Linked DNA regions of Oryctolagus cuniculus: all the other regions are linked to region 2. The links are chromatin contacts, called in public Micro-C maps. All regions are on one chromosome and are shown on one strand. Each heading gives the region's core, a stretch centred on a gene start, on an enhancer-like site or on the middle of the called end of the contact. The rest is flanking DNA. Distances are from core to core; before and after follow the strand shown. Region 1 holds the start of LOC100340343 (ankyrin repeat domain-containing protein 40). Region 2 holds the start of RSAD1 (radical S-adenosyl methionine domain containing 1). Region 3 overlaps ABCC3 (ATP binding cassette subfamily C member 3).

Region 1 (3,885 bases), core at 1,164-3,663, 200 kb after region 2:
GTAAACCAGTGGATGGAAGACCTCCCTGTCTCTACCTCTCTCTGTAACTCTTTCAAATAAAGTAAATCTTAAAAAAAAAAATAAAATTTGCAGCGGCTGGCACTGTGGCATAGTGGACTAAGCCTCTGCCTACAGAGCCAGCATCCCATGTGGGCTCTGGTTCTAGTCCTGGCTGCTCCTCTTCTGATCCAGCTCTCAGCTATGGCCTGGGAAAGCAGCAGAGGAAGGCCCAAATCCTTGGGCCTCTGCACCCACTTGGGAGACCTGAAGACGCTCCTGGCTCCTGGCTTTGGATTGGCCCAGCTCTGGCCATTGTGGCTATCTGGGGAGCAAACCAGCAGATGGAAGACCTTTCCTTCTCTCCCTAACTCTGCCTCTCAAATAAGTAAATAAAGTTCTTAAATATATATATATATATATGTACACCATGGATTTAAAAAAAAAAGTCTGCATATGCACTTTAATTCTAAGCTAACAAACAGGCTGATTAAACATCATCCCATCAGAATAAAAAAGATTTGAGAATTTCGGGGCTGGTGTTAGGGCATACTAGGTTAAGCTGTTGCCTGCAACACCAGCATCCCAAATGGGCCCCCAATGGGGCTCCGACTGCTCCATTCCCAATCTAGCTGCCTGCTAATACTCCTGGGAAGGCAGCAGACTTTGGCCCAATGCCACTTGGGCTCCCGCAACCAGGTGGGAGAGCTGGAAGGGGTTCTAGGCTCCTGCTTTCAGCTTGACCTAGCCCTTTTGGGGAGTGAACCAATGGGTGGAAAATTGGTTTCTCTGTCTCTCTAACTCTGCCTTTCAAAATACAAGTAAATGTTAAAAAAAAAAAAAAGGCTAGAGAGTTTTAAGTGTAAAGAGGGCAGCATACTACATTCAGTAACTTAACACTAGACTCGACCACCAGCAACAGCTCACAGCAAGACTCCTTATTTAACTGGGAAGGATGCAATCTGCAGGCAGATACCTAAAGCCCTGGATGAAATTCTGTAGGTGAAACTGCAGTTAAGAAAACAAAGTAAAACACTCTACAGGATAAACAAATGCGCCTCCCCTCAGCATGCAAGGGTGCGGAAACTTTTTTCTGCCCAGGTCCATCCGGATACCTACATCATCATTTGGGTGCCATACAAAGTTAGCCTGAATCTCGAGTCCCGCCAGCGGTTGCCTTAGCAGGGCCAGACAGTCCCCACCCCAGGCGGCAGCTGTGGGTAGCAGCAAATCCCTGCCGCAGTAAGACAGTAACAGACGCAACAGTGACACAAGTGTTGGTGTTTTGGGTCTCCCCCCCCCTTTCTGGTCTTGGCTAAAGAAATTGTGCTTGGGGCCAGCGCTGTGGCACAGAGGGTTAAAGCCCTGGCCTGAAGCACCAGCATCCCATATGGGCGCCGGTTCGAGACCCAGCTGCTCCTCTTCCGATCCAGCTCTCCGCTATGGACTGGGAAAGCAGAGGATGGCCCAAGTGGTTGGGCCCCTGCACCCACATGGGAGACCCGGAAGAAGCTCCTGGCTCCTGGTTTTGGATGGGCACAGCTCCGGCCTTTGCAGTCATCTGGGGAGTGAACCAGCGGATGGAAGACCTCTCTCTCTGTCTCTACCTCTCTCTGTTAACTCTTTCAAATAAATAAAATAAATCTTAAAAAAAAAAAAGACAGAAATCATGCTAGTTTTAAGATGCATATTTGCTCAGTTGCTAAGCTTTTAGCTCTGCACTGCCTTCTTCAGAAACACTGGAAGTGGAGTGAGCCTCAGGGCACACACTGGCTAAAATGACCTATCCCAGTATGTTCCAGCCAAGTTAGCCAGGGGCCACAGGGGACTGGGTGGGCGCTGCCCAGGGTGGACCACGTGGGCTAGGATTTGATTGCGCGGGGCGGGGGAGGAGGGTTGGCTAAAGCCGGCCTCAGGAAGGTACAACCTTGGAGGCCCGAGGCGCCAGGCCTCACCTTAGCCCGGAGCCCTGGCCGACTGCTCCACCCCCAGGCTGGCTGCCCTGACCTAGGCCTCCCCCGCTCCCCACTTACCAGCCGTTGACCTCATTTTGGGAGTTCACATCCACCCCGCTCTCCACCAGTTTCTGCACCTCCCGAATGTCCCCCAAGGCCGCGGCCTCCCGCAGCCTCTCCTGCTGCTCTTTCTGCTCTAGGAGGGCGCTCATCTTCCCCGCGGCCCCTAGGCCCCCGCCCGGGCCCGCCCTCCCCGCCCCGGGCCTGTCAGCGCCGCCGCCGCCGCCGTCCGCTCCCGGCCATGGGGAGGGAGCGCGGAGCTCGCCCAGCCTTGCTCGTGCCGCCACCCGCGCCCGGCCCGGGGCTCTCTGCTCGCTCCCCGCGGCTCCCCGCTGCTCCCGGCCCGCAGGCCCCGGCCTCCTCCCCGGCCGCGCCTCCCGAAGGCCGGCTCCGGGGGACCCTTTTCAGTGTGACAACGCTGACCCAGATACTTTCCGTTCCGACCCACGGCCCGGGCGGCCGGGCTGCCTGTTTATGTAACTTACTGCACAATGTTATCTGTTGTGATTCATTGACTATTTTTAGACCTCCCCACCCACCGCTTCAAGGGAGGAGGATAGACATATGAAAAGAGAAAAAAAGCATATTGAGAGCCAGAAAGGCCTTATCCTCTGGCACAGGCTGTTTACCAGGCAAGAAAAATAATTAGTGGGCTGATTTTTGCTGTTTTATTTTCCAGTGTGGTTGGCTCTTTTTTCCTTATCTGAGCCAATTGTTGCCCAGCAGGGTGGGGAAGTGGACTGAAAACGATCGTGCTATAATATGCCCGCTACCGCAGAGGTAGATTATGCAGTGCTTTCTTCTTTTTGACAGTGTTTGGGGCCATTCAGTTTAGAATATGTATTTCAGCTGTTGTTACTCCAGACCTCCTTTTTAAACAGGGACTTAAGTTGCTTTGCAGGAGAAATATTTATATGGTGCTTACAGTTTGTAAACTGTAATTTGTTACTGCTCATAAATCATAATGAATTATTCTGCGGAAGGCCATGTAAGGAGGAAAGTAGAGCGCCAGAGAAGCTTTGGCGTTCTCTGGGTCCTGGTCCCAGGCATTGGGGAAAGGCGGCTCCTGCATGTATAAACAGCACCTGGCCCGATTCCTGGTCTAATCTCTCTGATGAGGCCCAGAGCCTCCTTCCTACCCAGTGGGAGAAAAAGAAAATGCTATTCTGCTGAGCCCAGGTGCCTGGGAGAAATCCTCCATGTGGCACCGGCTGCAGCTCTGCAGATGGGGTCAGAAGGATTAAGGAAACAGCCCTGGGGACAAAGAGAGGAGATGAAATAGGAAGGGACGAATTTAGGCATGCAGTTTTCATTTCCATCTCTTGGGGCTGCCAGGGGCTGCTCAGCAAGCATTTTGCTGGCTACTATTTAGGAAAAGCCAACGTCTGTTTATTATGATACAGCAAATCACAGAGAACACAAGACACAGCGGGTGGTAGGGTGGTGCAGAACCCAAACAGACCACACACCCACCGACCCCCCTGGCAAACTGGAACTCTGCTGGAGGTTACCTTTTTATTTTTTTCCCCAATTGAAATTTTTTTTCTAAAAATTTATTTATTCATTTGAAAGTCAGAGTTACACAGAGAGAAAAGGAGAGGCAGAGAGACAAAGAGAAGTCTTCCAAGTCCTTGGGCCCCTGCACCCATGTGGGAGACCTTGAAGAAGCTCCTGGCTTGGGCCTGGCCCAATCCTAACCATTGTAGCCATTTGGGGAGTGAGCCAGCAGACTGAAAACCTCTGTCTCTCTTCTCTCTCTTTGTAACTCTGCCTTTCAAATAAATAAATCTTTAAAAAAAAATTAAGTGGAAAATTCCAGGAAAAAGCAATGTATAAATTTTAAGTAACTTTTATTACAATACATTGTTGTAAT
Region 2 (3,631 bases), core at 527-3,026:
ACGCTCCTGCCCCCGCCTCCTCTTTAGCTGTAAGAAATGAACATGTGGATCGGGGCGCCGGATTCTGTCCCAGTTGCTCCTCTTCCAGGCCAGCTCTCTTCTGTGGCCAGGGAGTGCAGTGGAGGATGGCCCAAGTACTTGGGCCCTGCACCCCATGGGAGACCAGGATAAGTACCTGGCTCCTGCCATCGGATCAGCGCGGTGTGCCAGCCGCAGCATGCTGGCCATTGGAGGGTGAACCAACGGCAAAGGAAGACCTTTCTCTCTGTCTCTTTCTCTCACTGTCCACTCTGCCTATAAAAAAAAAAAAAAATGAACATGTGGAGCATCCTCTAGGTGGGCCCACTTCACAAATGATGACACCGAAACTCAGGAGGGTCCGGGGTTTGCCCAGGTCACACGACTAGGATGAGAATCCTGCCGCCCATATTACAATGCTGGTTCCCGTCCCAGCTACTCTGATGCCTGTCCAGCTTCCTACTAATGCTCCTGGGAAGGCAGCGCAGGGTGGCTCAAGTACTTGAGTTCCTGCCACCCATGGGGGAGAATCAGGTGGAGCTGCTGGCTCCTGGCTTCAGCCTGGCTCAGCCCTGGCAATTGCGGCCATTTGGGGAGAGAAGCCAATAATGGAAGCTCTCTCTCTGCTTTTCAAATAAAGAAACCTTTTTTAAAAAGTGAAGTGGGTTTCTTACAGAGAAGCAGCAAGGATTTCGAGCTTGTCCCCGAGGCCCAGGAAAGCTGCCTGGGACAGAGGGAGTGTCACCTGTGCACATGCAGCAGCTGAGGGACCCTAGAAATCAGCCTATCCTGATTCATACCGTGGCTTGTGTGACATGTTGGGCTAAGGCATTAAGGGACATCCTGTTTCTAAGAGAGACTGGAACGAAGCCCAGAGTGTTCGGGCCAGGCCCTCCTTATCTGGAGTGAGCTCTACAAGCTACAAAAGGGGTGGAGACCTGGCATAGCCCAAGGCCAACCGGGAGAACAGGTGTCACACTCTCTGTTGTGACTGTAGGTTCATAATCTTTCCACTTCATTGGATACTCTCCCAGGTGCCTGCACCCTGTGTCCCCTGCAGACACCATCTTTAAACATTCAGTTCATTTATTGAATTGAAAGGCAGAGAGAGACAGCGAGATCTTCCAACCGCCGGTTCACTCCCCAAATGCCTGCAACCAGCCATGGCTGGGCCAGACTGAAGCCAGGGGCTTGGAATTCAATCCTGGTCTTCTAACGAGTGGCCCGCTGCCCCCCAGGGTGTGCACCAGCAGGAAGCTGGAGCTGGGATTCAAACTCAGGAACCCAGGCGTCCCAATCTGCACCAAATGCCCACCCCCAGCATGTCCAGCCCCAGGTGCCCAGGGTGACCCCCCCCCCCCCCCAGGAGATGGAACACGACTCTCCTGGCCAAGTCAGTTCTCTCTGGCACTGTCCCTCCCGCAGGTCTCCCAAGGGTCAGTCCTCCCATTACTGAATAGTGAATTACTGTGTTCCCCGTCCTGGTTTGTTCCCTCCTGTCGTACAGCGACCTGGTCTTCAGCACGTAGTTGTCCCCAGGGCCCAGCTCTGAGCCAGGCACATAAAATGTGAAGGAACTGACTGAACGAGCTAAGAGCGCCTGGATGGGTCGGGGAACTCGCCCCAGCACGGGAAGCCAGACAGGCCAGCGGCCCGCCCCGCGACCTTGGCAGAGGTCAAGCCGGCGGCAGCGGCGGCGGCCAGGGCACCCATGTCCAGCAGGTGGCGCCGCAGCCCCGGGACCCAGGCCGTCGGCGCGATGGGGCGCATGCGGTCCGCGGTCATGCAGCCCGGCTTCCTTCCTCCCGGGCAGCCCGCCCGCCTCTGCGCACCCTGCGTCTCTGCACGGGTCCCTGCCCCACGCCGCGCTGGGAGGCATGGCGCTGCCTGGCGCCCGGGCGCGCGGCTGGGCGGCGGCAGCAGCGAGAGCAGCCCAGAGGCGCCAGCGCGTGGACGGCGCGAGAGGTTCCCCGCGTCCTGAGCCGGCGAGCGCGCGCGCTGCGCTTTACGTGCACGTGAGTGCGGGGGCGGGGCTGGCGGGGCCCCGCGGCGGGCAGGAGCACGGGAGGCGGCTCCGCGCGAGACAAACGCACCTGCTGTGTTCCCCGGCCGGCCAGCAAGGTCGGGGGTGGCACCTGGAGCCCCGGCAGGGCCGCGTCTCGGTCCGGAGACTTTTACGTCTGTGATAACGCGGCAGCCGGGTCACGCTGCCGAAATGCCTTCCTTCCCGAGCCTTGGTGTTCTTGCGTCCAGGTGGGCGCACCCCCTCGCGTGCCGCCCGCCCGGGGAGAGCTGTGTGGGTTCGCTGGCCGAGCCCCTGCGGACGGACCGCCGACAGGGGTGGGAATACGCGGTGGACTCCCCGCACTCACACCCCGCCCCTCACTCACCCTGCCCGCAGTGGCCGTACTGCGAGAAGCGCTGCAGTTACTGCAACTTCAACAAGTACCTCCCCGGCGGCGTGGAGGAGGTGGCCGTGCGCAGGTGCCTGGAGACCGAGGCGCGGACGCTGCTGCGCTTCAGCGGGGTGCGGCGGTGGGTACGGGAACCCCGGGTGACTTGGGTGGGGGGGCAGGCGTCCCAGAGAGCACCCCAACTCTCATGAACCCCAACCTCGTCCTGCAGTGTGGAGTCCGTGTTCTTCGGTGGAGGAACCCCCAGTCTGGCCAGTCCCCACACGGTGGCAGCCGTCCTGGAGGCGGTGGCACAGGCTGCCTACCTGCCTGTGGACTCGGAAGTCACCTTGGAAGCTAATCCCACTTCGGCCGCCAGCTCCAGGCTGGCAGCCTTCGGGGCAGCGGGGGTCAACAGGTTGTCCATCGGCCTCCAGGTAACCCGCGTCACCCTCTCGTTCCAGTGCAGTCGGACCTGCCCTGCAGTCCTCTCTCTTGGCATCCACTCATTGGGCAAACATGGAGCTCCTTCTGGGTGCCAGTGGGCCCTGGGGGGACGCTTTTGCACCTGCGGAGTTGCGGGCAGCCATCCTGGTCCTTTGGCCCCGTGGCCGGGCGTCAGACAGGCCTGTGTGTATGCCAGGCACCCACTTCAGTGCTGGCCCGTGGTAGGTGCTACAGGATTAGAGACGAGGGGGAGGCAGGCGTTGCAGTCCAGGGAAGGCTCCGCAAAAGGCTTTCAGAATACAGCCTGCAGGGCAGCTCATTCTGGTGGCATCACGGAAGCCTTTCCCGAGGAGGTGACGTTCGGATGAGGAGGAGGAGCTCACTAGCAGAGAGGATGTGGGAGAGAGAGATGCCGGCTGTGAAAGATCACCTTGCTGGCCGGCGCCGCGGCTCACTAGGCTTAATCCTCCGCCTGCAGCGCCGGCACACCGGGTTCTAGTCCTGGTCGGGGCGCCGGATTCTGTCCCGGTTGCCCCTCTTCCAGGCCAGCTCTCTGCTATGGCCAGGGAGTGCAGTGGAGGATGGCCCAGGTGCTTGGGCCCTGCACCCCATGGGAGACCAGGAAAAGCACCTGGCTCCTGGCTCCTGCCATCGGATCAGCGCGGTGCGCCGGCCGCAGCACGCCGGCCGTGGCGGCCATTGGAGGGTGAACCAACGGCAAAGGAAGACCTTTCTCTCTCTCTCTCTCACTCTCTCTCACTGTCCACTCTGGC
Region 3 (3,573 bases), core at 486-2,985, 180 kb after region 2:
TTTCTGTGCCTTTTTCTTTCACTCCAAAATAAGGACAGTACTGTAGTCCATGGTTCTTCCCCACAAAAATACAATGCAAGCCACATCAATGTAACTGAAATCTTTTCTAGTAAGCCACCTTTTAAAAAATATTTAAAAAGCAGCTAGAGAGATTATATACTTATGTGTGTGTGTGTGTGTGTGTGTGTGGACAGAGAGAGGGAGGGAGGCAGGGGGGAGGGAGGGAGGAATTGATTCATCATCCATCCACTGATTCACTCCCCAAATGGCCGCAATAGCTATTGGGCTGGTCCAAAATCAAGGGGCCAGGAGCTTTTTCCAGGTCTCCCACGCAGGTGCAGGGGCCCAAGCACTTGGGCCATCCTCCGCTGCTCTCCCAGGCACATTAGCAGGGAGCCGGATTGGAAGTGGAGCAGCCAGGGCTTGAACTGGTGCCCATATGGGATGCTGGCGCTGCAGGTGGAGGCTTAATCCACTATACCACCCCAGTCCCTAGCCACATTTTTTTTTATTTGACAGAGTTACAAACAGAGAGAGAGAGACAGAAAGGTAGCCACATTTTTTTAAAAACAAGGAAAAATAAACAGATAAAATAACTTTGAGTAGCCTATTTGGTTTAGCCCAAGACACCATGTTACTGATATAAAAGTTATTAGGGATATTTTGCATGTTTTCATTCAAGGCAGAAACCCCAAGTGTGTTTTATTAACTCACAGCCCATCTCAGTTGGGCCACGTTTCAAGTGCTCGGTGGCTGCATGCGGCTGGTGGCTACCCGGGGTCAGTGAGAAACACGAACAGCACTCGGCTCAGATACACTTCTGTGAGTCAGCTCTTCTTCCCCTGCCCCCACGGCCATTTTTACGTTCAGTCCATGGTCACGGGGCCTCCCCAGACCTCAAAAACTAAAACAGAAAACATGTGTTCCGCGCCTGGCGGTGTTGGAAGCACTCTGGCCTGCCCTCTCTGGTTTCATGTGCACTGCAGTCCTGGGGGCCGGAAATGAGGCTCCGCAGCATGAACTTGATTGCCCAGCGCTGCTCAGCTGGCGAGGGGGCAGGATGGGGACTCGGGAAATGGGGGCGATTGTCCCCAGCCTGGCCTTGCTGCATCAGAGCCACCTTCTTCACTCACACTGCCAGTGGGCTTGCTCCCGGCCCCCACCACCTCCGCCAGGCAGCCCTTCACGACTACGCGGGCATCTTACCTGCTTGGGGGCTGGCAGGTGCAGAAGCGCGTCCTCTTCCGCCTGCCATCAACACTTCCTGCCCCAGAGCATCCTCCACCCTGACACCCATCAGCGCCAGAGACAGGAGCCGGCTCCCCTCCTCCAGCACAGAGCTGGTAGCCACTTAAAAGTATAACCTGTGTCCTGTGCCAGTCCCGCCATAAATCCACTGTGAGTTCTAGCTGGTGGCTGGCGGTTCGTTCTGCTGCCAAAACCGTCATTAGTTGCAGGAAAGGGCCAGAGCGGGAGCCTGGCCATCACTCTGGCCGCAGTGACTCACCCCTTGGGGGAGGACTGAGGTATTTGTCCTTGGCTGTGGGGGTGCTGTGGCCTCTGTGGCCGGGAACACAGCCTTGCTTTGTCCACTGGCTCTGGCTCCAAGGCAAGGGGTTGAAGACATGCACCCTGCCCCTCCCTCACCTTCCCAGCAACCAGAACCGGGGAGTCCCCAGATCCTCCCCTGCCCTGCCTCTTCATCCTCAAACACAGCCCTGGCCCATCTTCCCCATGGGGGTGGGAGGTGACTGCCTGAGCTGTGTTACTTTAGGCTCAGCAAGATGGTTACAATGTGGCTTATGTGCAGCTGTTTGGGAAGAGCAGAGAGCAAGCATGTTCTTACTAAAATGTACATGACTGACAGCAGGAGAAGTTAGAAGAGTAGGGACCGAAATGGTGGGAGGGAGGTCTTGGAGGAAGGTGGCGGGTGGGGGGCGCCCTGCCGGAAATCCCTGCCTTTCCCTCCCCAGCGTGGGCCAGAGGCAGCTCGTGTGTCTGGCTCGAGCCCTGCTCCGCAAGAGCCGTATCCTGGTTTTAGACGAGGCCACAGCTGCCATCGACTTGGAGACTGATGACCTCATCCAGGCGACCATCCGCACCCAGTTCGACCACTGCACCGTGCTGACCATTGCACACCGGCTGAACACGATCATGGATTACACCAGGTAGGGAATGGATACAAGCGCGGGCAGCTTGGGGTGGGGTTGCCTGGGGCTGCAGATTAGGGCGAGCTGGGGCAAAGAGGAGCAGACCTGGTGTTCTCAGGATATGAAGCACAGTAGAATGGAATTACCTGGGCAACGGGGCGGGGGCACAGGGACACTGTGGAGTTACGAGGGGCCACTGGCACTCCCCAGGCACTGTGGCTTGTACACAAGCCGCCTCCTCTGTGCCCCTGTGGATAAGGTGAAGGGACCTGGATCCTCCAGGCCGAATCACGGCACCTCCTCAGTACCATTCACACAGCACTTGCATATAGTGATACCTGTCAGGGAAGGTGTGTGATGCCGGTCCCGGCCTTGGCAGCTGGCCCGACCGCCCGGGAAGAGCATTGTGTGAGCCCCAGGCCCAGCTTGGCACGGACTGCTGTGTGACCTCGGGCCATGCTCAAGACCGTTCTGGGCCTGTTTCAAAGGAAAGGTCTTCTCTCGGATTGTTGGAGGCCATTAATGGAATGTGCAGATGGGACTGGGAAGCATCAATGCCCAACCCCTCCCCACCTTCCTGCAATTCTCCCTACACAGGTCCCTCCAAGGACTGGGACTTTGCCCTCAGAATCTTCTGGGAAGGGTTGGTGGGGGGAGGGAACAGGCTATTTGGCCAAAGGAAAAATTGTGACCCATTCCCTCACTGCACCAAAGGGAAGAGAGAGGAGGCTGGAACAGACCTGTGGAAGGAACACAGGGCTGATACATCCCCAGGCCTTCATTCATTCAGTCAACACCTGGAGGGCAAGGGGAGGTGGGAGGGACCCAAAAGGGCCAAAGGGGTCCTGGGGGCCATTCTGGGCTCCGGTAGGAGCAGGGGAGGTGGGCAGAAGCGCAGGGCCCTGGGACAGGCTGAGCAGAGGATTTCTTCCCAGGACCCCTCCCCAAAAGGGCACATTCAGCAGCAGCCTAGGGCAGGCGGCTCAGGCTGACCTTGGGGGCTGGGAGTTCATTCATTGTGGTGAAGCAGGTAGAAATAATCAGGCTGCCAACCTGAGAAAGCAGGGGTCCGTGGTGTGTACAGGCTGGAGGGACCACCGGGACACTTCCTCTGCTAAGCAAGGGAAGCAAAGCCAGGCACAAAATGAAAGCTGAGGGTGGAGTGGGGAGAGGAGAAAGGGAGGGGACAGTTTCAGGCAAAGGACCCAGGGCACGCCCGATGCAGGAGAGGTGGTTCAGCCAGGGTGAGCGGGAGACAGCAGGCCTGTGCTGCACAGGGAGAATGGTGGAAAAACATCCAGTCCTTAACCTCTGACCGTTAGATGCCAGTGAAGGCTCTGGTGGTGGGGGGTAGCGGGAAAGGGGCTGAGCAGTCTCCCAGGCTCCCGTTTGGGCAGTGGCCAGCGATGCCAGTCTGCCCTCG

The links. Hi-C and Micro-C count contacts between places; a contact is called where the count stands out from the background.
Region 1: a contact with region 2 is called in a Micro-C map of ear pinna, with 4 times the contacts expected there. The contact joins the promoter of LOC100340343 here to the promoter of RSAD1 in region 2. A contact is called at or near these places in 2 of 6 Hi-C or Micro-C datasets (ear pinna and skin fibroblasts).
Region 3: a Micro-C map of ear pinna shows a contact between it and region 2, with 4 times the contacts expected there. The contact joins the enhancer-like site here to the promoter of RSAD1 in region 2. A contact is called at or near these places in 3 of 6 Hi-C or Micro-C datasets (ear pinna, skin fibroblasts and an unstated tissue).

The regions. Positions count from the first base shown.
Region 1 is chr17:26,581,236-26,585,120 of mOryCun1.1, forward strand. LOC100340343 (ankyrin repeat domain-containing protein 40) reads right to left here and starts at 2,414. Exons shown (of 5, transcript XM_002719290.5): 1 at 2,031-2,414. The coding sequence starts at 2,164.
Region 2 is chr17:26,385,411-26,389,041 of mOryCun1.1, forward strand. It overlaps RSAD1 (radical S-adenosyl methionine domain containing 1), which reads left to right and starts at 1,777. Exons shown (of 9, transcript XR_007911506.2): 1 at 1,777-2,033; 2 at 2,420-2,553; 3 at 2,644-2,848.
Region 3 is chr17:26,562,951-26,566,523 of mOryCun1.1, forward strand. It overlaps ABCC3 (ATP binding cassette subfamily C member 3), which reads left to right. Exons shown (of 31, transcript XM_008271295.4): 30 at 1,974-2,168. Among named protein-coding and RNA genes, the nearest start is that of LUC7L3, 27 kb to the right of the region's middle. Within about 2 kb of position 1,736, at least 2 of the 8 cell types and tissues checked have an H3K27ac peak or open chromatin away from gene starts, as enhancers often do. A contact at or near this core is called in ear pinna, where this site is marked.